2 separate regions of the Rattus norvegicus genome follow, and region 2 is linked to region 1. The links are chromatin contacts, called in public Hi-C maps. All regions are on one chromosome and are shown on one strand. Each heading gives the region's core, a stretch centred on a gene start, on an enhancer-like site or on the middle of the called end of the contact. The rest is flanking DNA. Distances are from core to core; before and after follow the strand shown.

Region 1 (2,586 bases), core at 63-2,562:
CTACACATCCTTATTATCCATCCTGTGACTAATACCATGCTAGGCTTCCCCCCCCAAAAGTCAATTAAGGCCATCTGGGAAACTTGGAGATGATTTGTTGTGTACGCTCTGCACGTCCTCTGTATCTGGATTTCTATCTCCTCCACAAGGCACCTCCTTCCCCATCTCCTGGCTGCTGATTCCAAATCCTTCCCAGGCCCTCAGCTGCCCATATCAAAAGTCAGCTCCAAAAGATGGTACCCATGCCTCCACTGGGGTCCCCAAACCCTGTTTTAGTATCCACCTTTGCTCTTGTCATTATCTGAAATTAATGTTTATCTGTTCTGGACTTTCTTATGTGACTCCTACTTTGTTGACTGATTGACAGTGACGCTACCCCACCTATAAAGGGAAATCCTCCACGTAGGAGGTGCTCAGTAAATATTTGCTGACGTTACCAACACTATGGTTTCCTGGCATCTCTTTCTCCTTTGACCCCAGGTCCGGCCACAGTCATTTATTTCCCTGCCCAGGAGCTTAAGAATCCTTCAGTCGTTTCAGACTTTTAAAAGTGTGCCCATTGGTGTCTCCTGACTCCATCATGATTTTTTCCTGGGAAGTAGCAGAATTCAGGGCTAGGGAGTTTGTCCCTCTAAGTCACTGTAATTGCTTTTAAAAGAGGACCAGCTCCTAGCATTGCCCTGCTGAAAACCTGCACATCACTGGGCTGATTAATGGCCACTCCACATAACACATTCCTGCACCATGACCAACTTGGGGCACCCGCCTTCTCTCTTCACACACACTCCAGCCTGGCTGAGCTCCGAGTAACTGGAGGATGAATAATGGTGTCTGAAATTTTTCTGTTGGTTTTGCTAATGTTCTTTAAAAAGGCCATTTACAACACAGAGTCTCCACGAAGGGAAGGTAATATGGGGTTGCGGAGGAGAAAGATTTGGGTCATCCATGACCACCCTGGAATGTTGACAACAGGCACAAGGGTGTATCCCATGTATGGGGTTCTGGCTTGACTTCCATGTACCTTAAGGCCAGGATATATACAATGAGCTACTTCTAACACCAACCTTAAATCAGAATGTACCTGTGATAGGAAGGAAGGAAGGAAGGAAGGAAGGAAGGAAGGAAGGAAGGAAGGAAGGAGAGAAGGAAGGAAGGAAGGAAGGAAGGAAGGAAGGAAGGAAGGAAGGAAGGAGAGAAGGAAGGAAGGAAAAGCCTTTATCCAAGCCTGTTTTCACATGGTGTCTAGGCAACTGTTGATGCAGACTAGCTCATAAACAGCTGGAGGTCAGACAACCAAGGAAAGGAGAGGTCTTCACTGGTAGTCAACAAAGAGGACCTTTGCAGAGTGGAAAAACATCATCAAGACTTTTCACACCAGCCAGAGATATCACACAGACATGCAACCTCATCAGGAGGAAAAACAGAGGTAGGTGTGTGTGTGTGTGTGTGTGTGTGTGTGTGTGTGTGTGTGTGTCTGTACGCAGGCAGAAAGAGAAAACAAAGCTGTTCTGGAGAGCCATGGGGTAAAAAAACAGAGAGAGAAGATCCCATCCAAGAGGCCTCTGCTGGGGCTTCTGCTATTTTCAGCCTCCACAGGATAACCAGGCGTTTGCCCTTTGACCCTGAGGTGCTAAACAGTATCTGTTATATTTACATAGAATGGATAAGCAAGATGATGGTTGAAATGGAGCCACAGTGTTGAATGATTCTAGGAGTTGGCACTTAGCGACACCTTGTCCTAACTGTGTATTATTTTTCCTAAAAAGAAAAGGCTACACAGCACTGAGGATATAACTGGCCGACTACAGATAACCTTCAGGCCTGCAGAAAGTCAACAGCTGCCCAGTAGAAGCAGCAGTGGCGGCAGGCAGGGATCATCTCTCCGGAGCCTGCTCTCCCTGAAAGGTCTTCAGCTCACTGCTTTCAGGAAACTCAGCAGGTGGGAAGGTTTTACACGGAGGAGCCAGGTGCAGCCCTCAGGCTGTCACGTTCCCACAGGTGCCTCACCTACATCCAAAGGTCGGAGGAGCACCCCTAGTTTTAAAGTGGAGGAGCACCCCTAGTTTTAAAGTGGATCGTTTAGTGCCTGTAACGCTGCACTCACAAACCTGTCCCACATTTGTTGGATCTCCAGCACCACAGATTGAAACAGACAGAGGGAGATGGAGAGAAGACAAGGACTGGGGCGGGGGGGCGGGGGGGAACAGAGATACAGAGACACAGAGAAAGATAGAGAGAAAGAGAGAGCTTTCTCAAAAAAGATCGTTTGGTTTGAACGAGCTCTGCAGGTCTCTCAGGGGTGAACGTTATTCTTAAACCTGAGAAAGGAGCCTGGAATGTTTCTGCCTTCTTTGGCCATGAGTGAGGGGAGAGGCAGGGAGGCTGGGGAGTTGGGTGATCCATTGCCCCGGTTTGCCCTCTACTTTCCTGGTACGCCCCACAGTCCCAGATGCCCAGGAGGAGACAGGCTGCAGATTACCTCAGCACCAGCACTTGGCCCTCCTCTGTCAGCAGATCCCAGAGGCAGGATGCTCTGCTCCAGAGGGACCCTGCTCTGAAATACAGCCTCACTCGACCCCTCTCCAG
Region 2 (2,586 bases), core at 24-2,523, 44 kb after region 1:
TCTCTCTCCTTCTAAGAGGTCTGAACAAAGCCACATTACAAGCACTGGCTATTACAAACAGGATTTTCTCTTGCAAAAAAAGCTAAAAGTGACATCTTTAAAAGATTCACGCTTCTGACAGCTGAGTCTCCAAAGAGGTCTCTGCAGGAAAGAACTCGTGAGCTGTCCCATCTTTCCCCAGAGCCTCTCAGAAACATGCCTCAGATTTTCCAAACTTCTCAGAGATCTTTCTCCTGAAAAGGGGGGTAGGAGTTCGCGGCTACACAGACTAAGCAGCCAAGTGAGGCAGCCGCCTTCCAGTGTGGGGAAGAAAGGCTTTTAAGACTCACGAACATTTTAAAGATATAAACAAGAAAGTAAAGAAACTGGGTGGGGTGGGGATAAAAAACCATATGGGAAGAAAATATTACATTAGCTTGTCCAAATTTTGGTGTGTGTGTGTGTGTGTGTGTGTGTGTGTGTGTGTGTGTGTTAGTTACAAACCTTAGCATACCCCCCCCCCAAAATCAATGTAACTGGGTGGAGGCATTATTCTCAAAACGCGTCCCTTCCCAGCGTTGCTGTACCGTTAGCAATAGGAAATGGTGCGACTGATAGGAAAACACTATAAACTGCTTTGGAATACAAAGGGTGATTTATTCGGAAGAAAGTTTAAAGGTCCCAGCTGTGCACCTTCAAGTGTTCATAGAAGAAAACTCCTTTCACCAGACCTCTAGTTATGGCCATGCCCCTTCCCAAACGCTGCCTCCCAGGACCCAGCTGGTGACAAAATCCACTTTTCTCCTCACCCCCGCCCCCCTTTGCCCGGACCACGGGTCCTCACCGTGTGGTACATGAGAGCCTCAGTCTCTCCGGGTTCTGACAGCTCGCTCAGCTTGCGGTCCCACTGCAGGACACTCTGCTCCCCGCTCTCCAGCACCTCCATGGCGGTGGGCACCGCGCAGGGCCGAGGATGCTGAGGCAGGAAGGGACCACGCAGAGCCGCCGCGGGCGGGTGAGACGCCTCTCTCCGCGGGTACTTGCGTGTGCGCGAGTGGAACTTATGCACTGGAGCAGGAACCCGCGAGAGCCCTGCCGAAGGCTCCACGACCCGTGTCCTCGGAGATCTGTGAATCCCCGGGGAGGACAAAACTGCTGGGATCGGGCGGGAAGTGCAGGGGTTAAATCGGGCTGTGCATCCAAAAGGAAGGCAAGAAGGCAGCTTTCATCCCAAGAAAGTCCTCCCGCAACAAGCCCACTCCCCACTAGTGTTCCAGACAAACTTTGAGACTCCCTTGGGCTTTTGAGCTCTGCCCCTGGATCCAGAGGCGACCCCACCTCCTTCCAGGCCAGTGACCAATCGGACGCGCGTCTTGCCATCTATACCGTATCAAAAGTCCCTCTCTCATCCATGTCCCGCCCCCAGAGACAGAGTCGAGGGAAGTCTCCGCCTAGACCTCGGAATGTGGGCGGAGAGGCTCTTTTACGTCATCGAGGAACGCCTCCTGCCGGAGCGTCGAAACGGACCAATAGGGTGCTTGGGTCTAGAAATGATAGACTGGAACATAGATCAATGAACGAGGGGGACCTGGCGGAGCCAACCAATCAAATAGCGACAAGAATACATTTTTATAAGAGAGGGCGTGCGCGTCCAGTGTGCTCCCTAAGAGTCTCCGCTTAAAGGAGTTTTGTTTCGCGAGTTTATTTCCTCAGAGAAACCAAGCAGATTGAAGCGCTGTCCACATTTCAAACTGTTTAGGTCGCCTGACTCTGGATTTTAAAAAATGCACTACATATATGAAAAGGCGCACGTGCACAGAATTCTGAATTATCACAGTTCTAGCACACTCGTTGCCTGCTTTTTATGTAGTTTTATGGGCTTTATTAAACAGATATTAACCAATGACACACTTTGCCAAGTCCTAAATCAGTGGCCTGATTTTTTTTTTAATTCATAGAGTTTTGTTGATTTGTTCTGTTTTTGAGATAAGGTAGAATGTAGGTAGCCCAGGCTGTCCTCAACCTTGCTGTGCAGCTGAGGCTGGCCTTAAACTCCTGATCTCCCTGCCTCGCTTCCCGGAGAGCTGGGAGGGACTACAGGGTTATGCTACTAGTGCCTGGTTCACAGATCTTTTATTCCCAGTGGAATGTCAGGCAAAAAATGAGAGAATGGGCAGGTGGATACTATTTCAGATACTGGTCAGGGAGGTGACATTTGTGTGGCATGTGGATGAAGTGGGGCTTAGAGGAAAGCAAGTGTTTTAATGCACCCCAAAGTGAGTGGTGGGAAAGAGTTCTAAGCCTTGACCCCATTAGAGAAGAAAGGGCCCATTCTGTGGAATTTCCCCCAACATGATTTTTCTTTTTCCTTTTTGATGATTCCTTTTATAGAAACAGCCCTAGTCTGCTATAGCTTAGCCATTTTACATACAAGGGAAATGCTGTGGTTCCAGGTGGTTCTTACAGGGAACAGTCAGGTATCAGGTCTACAGAGTATAGTGTCTTCCTTAAAGCATGGCTTTGCTGTATGGGGACACTCAAAAGTCTCAGAACTTTACACTGTCTTTGAGCAACATTTCATCTTCATGTAAATGAGTCTGTCTAGCC

What was found. A called contact is a pair of places that touch in the nucleus more often than the background predicts.
Region 2: a Hi-C map of the A7r5 cell line shows a contact between it and region 1, with 3 times the contacts expected there. The contact joins the promoter of Creb3l2 here to the enhancer-like site in region 1. A contact is called at or near these places in 2 of 12 Hi-C or Micro-C datasets (the A7r5 cell line and liver).

The regions. Positions count from the first base shown.
Region 1 is chr4:66,945,554-66,948,139 of GRCr8, forward strand. The region is part of intron 1 of Creb3l2 (cAMP responsive element binding protein 3-like 2); the gene reads right to left. Among named protein-coding and RNA genes, the nearest start is that of Creb3l2, 44 kb to the right of the region's middle. Within about 2 kb of position 1,313, at least 20 of the 93 cell types and tissues checked have an H3K27ac peak or open chromatin away from gene starts, as enhancers often do. A contact at or near this core is called in the A7r5 cell line and liver, where this site is marked.
Region 2 is chr4:66,989,559-66,992,144 of GRCr8, forward strand. It overlaps Creb3l2 (cAMP responsive element binding protein 3-like 2), which reads right to left and starts at 1,274. Exons shown (of 12, transcript NM_001012188.2): 1 at 824-1,274. The coding sequence starts at 925.